Regions from separate parts of the Zea mays genome. Here region 2 is linked to region 1. The links are chromatin contacts, called in public Hi-C maps. All regions are on one chromosome and are shown on one strand. The core of a region is the stretch at or near the end of the contact, and the rest is flanking DNA. Distances in the headings are between cores, read along the strand shown.

Region 1 (4,195 bases), core at 1,602-4,101:
ATGCAATGTACTTGGCTTTGGTCACAGCTATAGAAGGAGCAAGGAAGCTTCATGTTGTGATCATGCCATCATGCCTCAAGACCCAGCCAATAACTCAAATAGACTAGAGTTATACTAATGGATTCCCCCATCACCTGGCACATGGCCTGTTCCACCCACTTGACCACATACAGGTACCATAATAATAAATAATAATAGTCCCATTGATGCCCTTTACTTAACAATCACATAAACTTGATTAACAACACTGGAATAAAATCACCAAGTAGATTCTGGGAGACACGGTAGGGGACATGACATAACACCAATCCAGCTACACACGGATATATTATTGCTTCTGGTCCATGAACGAGTTGAACAAGACAGGTCTCCCTCCAACTAGTAATTAAAACGCGTTATATTTCTAGTAGGAAAAAAAAAACGGCAGCGCACTGCAAGGGGACCATTCTTCTGATACAATGGGCAACATCTTTAACACTGCATCTTCTTCAGCTCTTGTTCTTGCACTTATCCTTCGTTCTTGGTGCTGTATTTTTTTTTTTTTGCAATGAAGAAAAACTTAGGCGGTTAGAGTTGACGCATTAAAAATCTTACAATGGAACTCTGGAAGGTAATTTTATCTGGAGACACTAACCAAGACCTATGGCTTCAGAACTCTTCATGATCCTCAGACGCTTGCATGAGTCGACAAACATCCTGCAGGGACCAGAAAATCAGCAAGGCGACATACAAGACACTGGAGTCCTAATCATGGGTCAGTAAATACGAAAGCAGACGATGGCACGCTAGAACGGAGAACATACTCCCACGGGACGTCGCCGACCAGCATCCAGTCACCATCCTTGTCTTCGTAAGTAGTGACCACATCATCAGCATCGCCGGCCGGATCAACCAATCTCCCCTCGTTCATGCTGTTCCCTGGTAAGACGGATCATGGACGCACAGCTTCTGTGGGTTCAGCTCAACTCAATGCATTCGCCGAATTTGTAAAGGCGTGGCGATCGGTATCAGTTCGGTTCACAAGCTTGTATGCTGCAGATTCCTATGCCAACGGGCCGGGGTGAGATTTACCAGTTGCGGTGACGAAGGTGCCGAACATCTTCTTGAGTGCAGCGGAGAGGTCCTTGTAGCTGCCGTACGTCTTCAGGTCCACCTTGCGCAGGTAGGGCGCGCCGTCCATGCTGACCTTCACGAAGGCGTTGGCGGCAGCGGGCTGTTGCTGCTTCTCAGGTTCCTCTTCCTTCTTGCTCCTCACGGCCTGGACGACGGTCATGGCGTTCCTGCGGTACGACCGGACTGGTGGCCAGCCCACGGCCTGTGCCCTGACATGCATGCAACTCGGAGTTTTTAGTTACGATCATGTGAAAATAGGATCCATCGAGAGTTCGAGATCGATAGCCAGCCAGATCATGCGTTTTTATATATATTCTTGTTTGCGGCCAGCTAGCTCAGCGTTCTGCTAGTAATGTGTATAATGGCATTGTGATTTGGTAAATAAAGGCCGCGTGTATCATTACCATCACTATTATTCAGAAACCACTTGGTTCCCCTGATATCCAAAAGATCCAATTAATCATAACCGTTCATTCTATTTCAGTATAAAAGAGGGGAAAAGGCTACACAGCGGCCACCATCCTCCTAATGGAATCTGCCACTGCCAGAAGGTTAAGTAAGTACACCATTCACTTTCAGGCATGGACCGACAAAGCCAGCCATTAAACGAACATGCTGGTATGCGTTTTATTTATTTATTTATTTTTAAAAAAAGGTGATGATAATTCGCGCCGCGCTTTTGCGAGCGACAAGGGACATACACAATAGTTTCTCCGTGTGCACTTTCTGCCCAGAGGATCCTTTTTCTATGGATATTTTACCCTGTTCAAATCGTCCCGTTGATTTGCTAAGATTACTCGGCGTACTATAGATACAAAAAAAAACCTGAATAAATAAAAGGAAGCAAGGAGCGTGGGAAAAAAAGAGAGCATCAAGGACATGCACATAAAGTCACGCACAGGCTTTCTACCAAATGCCATTACGCTATATATTTTTGTATTATTATTCCATACACAGAAAAGAGGGAGGGAAAACACAGTCCCTTGTATATATATCATAGATGGCACTCAGCTCACAGGAATTTCATGGTTAATAACGCGTTCCAAATCATTGCTTAAAAAGTTAGCATCTCGGACTCGTGTTAATTGAACAGCCACGGTAACTACTACTACTTGATAGTACTACTAGTAGCAGTCAATTTAAGCCTATAACCCGTGCAGACAAATTAAATCAGCATGCGTGTGTGCAGATGTGTGTACGTACTTGGGTGCAGGTGGCTTCTCGGCATCGGCGGCCGGCGCCTCGGCGGGCCTCTTGGCCTTCTCGGCTGCCGGCTCCGGCCTGGCGGCGGCAGCCGCCTCCTCCATGCCGGCGGTGGGCAGCTTCAGCTTGAGGTCGATGGTGTCCTTCTTGGCCGCCGCGGCGCCTCCTCCCGGCAGGCCGAGCCGGAGCTCCGTCCCGACGTCGACGTCGGCGCCAGCCATCGGCTCGTCCGCAGGAGCTAGCAGCTGGCTGGCTAGCCTGGCGCGGCCGTCCTAGGCTTGTCTCTCTCTCTCGCCTTGGGCACTTCCACGCTAGCAGCTAGCTAACTTTCTGCTTGCTCGCTCCTTCTTCTTCTTCTTTGGTCTCTCAGCTTCGCGTGTGTGAGGAAGGAGAGATTTGGGGTTGCAGTGGGTGGAAGAGAGGACCCAGCAACAGGGTGGAGATGTGTATATATAGAGGGAGCATGAGGATGGAAGAGAGGGAGAGAGAGAAAGCGGAGGTAAATGCTCCTATTCTAGGGTGATGGCAGGAGGAGAGAGATAGAAATGGGAGTGGGGTTGCAACTTAGCAGTTAGTTGGAGCATGAGTGAGCCCAGTTGGAGGTTGGAGCCAATTATTTTTGTTCCATGTTTTCTTCGTTTGGATTCTGTATTCATGGGCAGAGAGGCCAGCTTGCTAGCACAGTGGGGCTAATAATTTAACTATTAGCTTCCTTTAGCAAATTACCAAGTTACTCTCTTCATTCTTTTTTATTTGTCATATTTTAGTTTAAAAATAAACTAGTGAACGACATATATTCAAAAAACGGGAGTAATACTTTACTAACTAATTTCGCTAGCAATTTTTAGTTAACTAAGTATCAACTCTAATATATTCAAACACCCCTGTACTAACAGCAAAAGATGACGAGAGGTTCCTGAAAACAGGGTAGGAAACAGAGTGTCATGCACGGCTCACGGCTGGCTAGTGAAAGAAAAGGAAAGGAGCCTAGGCCCTGCATGCCGGTTGCCGGATACCGACATGTGTCGCAGGATGAGAATGCAATGGATCTGCGCCTATTTTGCCGGTGCCCGGTGCTCCTCCCGACCCTCCCCTAGCATGATGTGCGGCCTGACGTCACCGTCTAACCGTCCTTCCCTCTATCGGATGGTTCTCATCGTTGGTGAAGAATGTCAAAATCTAAGGGCTAGTTTGGGAATACTATTTTTTTAATTGATTTTTATTTTTTCATAAAAAATTAGTTTTTTTAAAAAAATGGAATCGTTTAGAAAAACGGTGTTCCCAAACTAGTCTTAAAAGCTTTGACATGCACTACTACTAATTTTCTTTAAAATTACAAGTTGTTTGTGGATCTCGTTCAGTTCTAGCATCTACGGTATTTCTACGTTTTTTTTTTGTATTTTCTACAGTGTATCTCTTCATGCTATAAGATGTTGTACTTTTTATGGACATCATATTTTTAAAGTAAGTATTTATATATGGTGTATATATAGTTAAATGTACAGCAAAAATTGTATAATTAAAAATGTTAAATCTGATTATAATTTAAAATAGAGAGAATATATGAAAATAAAAACGACTTACAATTCCAACTGGAAGAGCATTAAGCAACTCTTACTATTTCTAAAAAAAAGTTTCACTTTTGCCTTAATTAGCAGGATTAGCCTCTTACAGTATTTGGTCAGTCACCGAATTGTATCTGTCGACTCTTTAAGATCTTGTTTGGAAGCAAAATATTTTTAAGAAAACAGTTTTTGCATTTTAGATAGGAGAGGTCACCTACTTGGTTTTTAAGAAACTGAAAATCTAATTTATATAAACTGAATTATAAACTGGTATGTTTAACTATCTCAATTTTTATAAATCAGTTACTTAAAAA
Region 2 (4,769 bases), core at 392-2,891, 220 kb before region 1:
ACCTGTTGTTGGAAATCAATTGTTAATGTTTAAAGGATGGGCGAGAATGTTAATGATTGTATACTGCATGATATAATCCCTGGACCTCTTGATCATCATAAATACAGTTAAGAGATAATATGGATGTGAAGAATTTCAGAGAGGCGAAACCATATCGATTCAGCGACTTGGCGAGGAGCAAGCATGCTAGGTTTGGGTGTGGTGGATGTGAACGATGAAGTATGAACACAACTTGTCAACAGGAGAGGAGAGGTGCGCCCCCGTAAGCCGGAAACGAGTCGAGTCGAGCTCGGTTCGGCTCGGCTCGTTGGTAGACCGAGCTCAGTTTAGCTCAGATCATTCACTCAACAAACTGAAAGAGGAGGCTCTGCTCGGCTCACGAGCTAGATCTTGATAAATAATATTGTATTATATAGTAATTTAATAGTATGTAAATGTATAAAATATAATCCTTATTTAATATTATAAGCAATGTTATCTATTATCTATCATTATTTTATAGTTTAATTAATTTGGCACAACACGCGAGTCAAAACGATTTAGTTCGGCTCGGTTCGGTGGATCAGCTAGCTAGCTTAAAAATCATACTAGGCTCACTGGATGCTCACGAGCCGCCCTGAGCCCATGACCTCGAGCAGGTTCGCAAGACTCGAGGTGTCTGGAGTTTTTTTTCTTCCAGAGCTAGCCCCCTGCCCCCCGCATTGGAATTTCTGACGGCTGACGCCGACACCGGGCGGGCCAACGCAATCTCCTCCTCCGCCTCACCCTGACCAATCACCATCAGCCCGCCCGTGGGGGACCGTGCACTTTGCATGAGCTCGACATGCACGTGGTGGCCAGGCCAGGCCAGCCCAGTTGCGGAAGCTCCCATGCCGTCACGGGGTATTTGCGGAACTGCCCCGGCCTCCCTTGTTGTTAAGCGACGAGAGGTCAAAGCTAGGCGCGGTGGCTGGCTGCACCGTGGATTAGATTAGGGCTACTTTATGACTAACTGGATCTCAATCGTCTAGCCCTGCAAACCTCTGTTCTTGCAGTGCTTAGAAGACGACACCGGAGGAACAGCCATTGCCTTGCCAGCCGATCAGCGACGATTCAGACGTTGGTTTCACTGCTCCAGTCCGTGTAAGGGCTAGCTAGCTACTCGTCAGCCGCAGCTGGCAGCACCGGTTGGGAGACTGAGAGGGACAGATCAAGCTTTTGGTTATAATTCCGTCGGGGACCTGCAGATCGAGTTCAGACCTTGATAGCTGCAGCTGGTACGTACGCAAATAACAGCGGTGGTGATGCAATGCTGCAGCTGGCAGGCACGACGATGTGACTAGGGTTTGCTGATTCCGGAGACTCTGTTACGTTGATGTAGGTGTAGCCATCAGCATCAACAAACTATGCCAGACGTGCGGCACGGCCGGTCTCGGTCTCTCGGAAGTCGCGGGCGTAGACGAGGCGCTGCTCGCCAAGTGACTGGGTGAGTTTGCAAGGCTATCCACGGCAGTTTCATCAAGCCTCACTAGATTGGCGGTGCTGGGCCAGATTCGCTCAGTCTCGGCCCAAAATCTCGGAAACCCAAATTTCAATGGGCCGACCACCGCACTAAAAAGGCGGGCCGCGCGGAACCTGATTCTTCCTTTTCCGCTTCTGCGCGAAAAATAAAAAAAAAACGAAGCGAAAGCGAGGCTGCTGTCTCACGGCTGCGGCGGTTCGGGCTCCTCCTCCAGACTCGAGAGATGGCCGCCGGTGCGGGAGGCGGCGAACTGGAGGCGCTGGAGGGCGTGCGCTCCATCGTGCTCAAGCCGTCGGAGTCGCTCGACGAGTCGCGGTTCACGAGGATCGCCGGCGCCGACTTCAACGACCCGGCCGTCGGACTCGAGGGGCTGCTCGCCTCGCTCGCGTCCACCGGGTTCCAGGCATCCAACCTCGGCGACGCCATCGACGTCGTCAACCAGATGGTACGTCGCTCGCTGCGCTGCTGGGCGAGTCTGCGCTTGGGGGTTTAACTGCCTAGAGGAGGAGATAGGTTTATGTGGTTTTGTGCGATGCGAGGTCTGTTGTAGTGTGTTTTGTGTTGGACCTCGGGCGAATTCATGTTTAGGTCGCCTGGATTTTGTTCTGGAAATGCATGGAGGCGCCAAGTCATTCGAAGACATGGCCAAGCTGATAGATGTCCAGCGGTTACAGCTTCCTCGGTGATGTAGGTTTATTTGAATTTGCGGTAACAGTGAAAGGGCCCCAAGTATGCGGGTTAAAGTTTTCACCTAAATCGAGCAACACGGACATAAAATTGCTATGGAAGTTTCTGCTTTTTCTTGTATATTGCTGCCAAGTAAACATTTGTAGTTGGACTTGCCTTTGGTTTAAGGTAGAGAGCCACCTAAATCACAAAAAATACCTTTGCTCTTACAATATTGCCTCGGCGTATTTATTGAGTTTCAGTTTTGTCGAATCCGCTACTATGGTTTCTGAGGTTCTGATATTTACTATGCTTGGCTGAACTAAAGTTAGACTGGAGGTTGTCGCATGAGAAGCCCAGCGAGGATTGCGATGAAGCTGAACTTGACCCTAAATATAGAGCATCTGTGAAGTGCAAGATATTTCTGGGCTTCACCTCGAACCTCGTGTCTTCTGGCATCCGGGATATAATCCGTTTTCTAGCTCAGCATCACATGGTAAACTCTCCAACTCTGTATCACAAGCGCATGTTTAGATTGAAAAGAAGTTTCAATGTCCCTATGTAAAGTGGTCTATTACCAGATGCATTGAGCTCTAGTGTTCTAATGTCACTAACTTCTTCAATGAAAAATTATGTTCTTTAGGTGGATGTTATTGTTACAAGTGCTGGGGGTATAGAGGAGGATCTCATTAAATGCCTTGCACCAACTTACAGAGGCGATTTTTCTTTACCTGGAGCACTGCTGCGGTCAAAAGGACTGAACCGGATAGGAAATCTGTTGGTGCCCAATGACAACTATTGCAAGTTTGAGAACTGGATCATGCCACTCTTCGACCAGATGCTACAGGAGCAATCTACTGAGGTAAGCATCCCTGTTGGGTCAAAGCTATAAAATATTTCTTGTGGCTGAAACAAATGTACTTGCTAACCATGGCTTTCATTTGTCGTATGCAGTTGCTATTAGATACTAGAAGTGTAATATGAATATGTTTTTTTTTGCAATCTGTAAAATGTTTCTTTTAGAGGGCTGTAGATTTTCTACTGTCTTTGACACTAATAAGCAGGAAAGAAAAGCCTAACATGGAATTAATCTATGACATGGATCCAAAAGTTCTTTAAAAACTATTTGTGTAGCATGTCACACTTAATGTACTAAAAAGATTAAAAAAAACTATTGGCATTCTTTTGACCTTTCTTCAATGAATTATTTTTTATCGACATTATACTTTTTATGGCCTTTAGAGTGATGACGTTCTATTTTCTCTTTCTAGTAATATGCATATGAACTTGAATAGCCAGACAAGTGAGATCTTGCCAAACCAAATATTTGAAGTCTGAGCTATTAGTTCCTTCAGAAGTTGCTGAGTATCGATACAGAGAAGGTTACACCTCACTGGATATTTGATGTTTTAACTCAGGAGCAGCCTGCATTTTCACATCAATAATGTTTTGTAATAGATCACCTGCCAGCTCTGGTGTATCAGTAATTGATCTTGTTTTTTCTGGAAACAAGAGGCAAACCATATTTATATCTTTGTCATGTATCAATCTATTGTTCCTTGCAGAATGTTTGGACACCGTCGAAGGTGATAGCGCGCCTTGGCAAAGAAATAAATGATGAAAGCTCCTATCTTTATTGGGCATACAAGGTAACATATAACTGTGTATGCTTAGGAAGTATTAAAAGAACTTCAGAAATGGGACAGATCCTCCTTTATTTGTGTATGATATTTTGTGGGGGGGGGGGGGGAGGGATGTAAAAAGTAATTAAAGTTCTGTTGAGTTATGTGGCCAAGTTATTGTTGCTTTACCGTGTGATTTATTTTTCACTGTCCCAGGAGTCATGTATTTTCTCCGGATAGTTGCATTTTCTGATTTGAATCTTCCCATCTCATTGATTAATGCCATGTGTTTGTATACCTGATATCTATGTTCGAACCTTTTTTTAGAATTGTTCAGGGCTTAGTAGATTGAAGCAGTATAAATAACTGTTATTCTGGCTTACCCTTCCCTGTTACATATATTTTTCATTGGTGTTTGTGCTTTTTTTATACTGGAGTTCTTAACTTCATGAGCTATTTTGTTGATTTACATCTCAAGTCAATAGTCGTCACACAGTACTAACTCGTCAGTACTTGACCAGAATAACATCCCTGTATACTGCCCAGCATTGACTGATGGATCACTTGGAGACATGCTGTTTTGTCATGCAGTTCGTAATCCTGGCCTTATTATTGACATTGTACAAGGTATGATTCACTGTTCTGTCCTTGTCTTTGCTTTCTTATGCAACATTGAGCTTGAAATCTTTACAGATATACGTCTGATGAATGGGGAAGCCATCCATGCAACACCAAGGAAGACAGGGATTATAGTTCTTGGTGGAGGCCTTCCAAAGCATCATATATGCAATGCCAATATGTTCCGCAATGGTGCAGATTATGCTGTGTATATTAACACGGCTCAAGAGTTTGATGGTAGCGATTCTGGAGCACACCCCGATGAAGCAGTCTCATGGGGCAAGATTAAGGGTTCAGCAAAACCTGTAAAGGTATATGTTCCTTCACGAAGCTTCAGATGCTGTTTCTTATGTTTCACATAA

The links. A called contact is a pair of places that touch in the nucleus more often than the background predicts.
Region 2: a contact with region 1 is called in a Hi-C map of root tip, with 3 times the contacts expected there. The contact joins the promoter of LOC100282705 here to the promoter of LOC100283579 in region 1. A contact is called at or near these places in 6 of 25 Hi-C or Micro-C datasets (bundle sheath, endosperm, leaf and 2 more).

Annotation. Positions count from the first base shown.
Region 1 is chr5:8,245,285-8,249,479 of Zm-B73-REFERENCE-NAM-5.0, reverse strand. LOC100283579 (IAA13 - auxin-responsive Aux/IAA family member) reads right to left here and starts at 2,851. Exons shown (of 5, transcript NM_001176827.2): 1 at 2,317-2,851; 2 at 1,072-1,322; 3 at 804-918; 4 at 635-696; 5 at 232-526. The coding sequence starts at 2,537. The coding sequence ends at 489. It overlaps LOC103625891 (protein transport protein sec23-1), which reads left to right. Exons shown (of 3, transcript XR_552580.4): 3 at 1,598-3,017.
Region 2 is chr5:8,459,224-8,463,992 of Zm-B73-REFERENCE-NAM-5.0, reverse strand. It overlaps LOC100282705 (deoxyhypusine synthase 1), which reads left to right and starts at 1,641. Exons shown (of 7, transcript NM_001155612.2): 1 at 1,641-1,946; 2 at 2,496-2,663; 3 at 2,811-3,029; 4 at 3,733-3,816; 5 at 4,311-4,416; 6 at 4,483-4,718. The coding sequence starts at 1,725.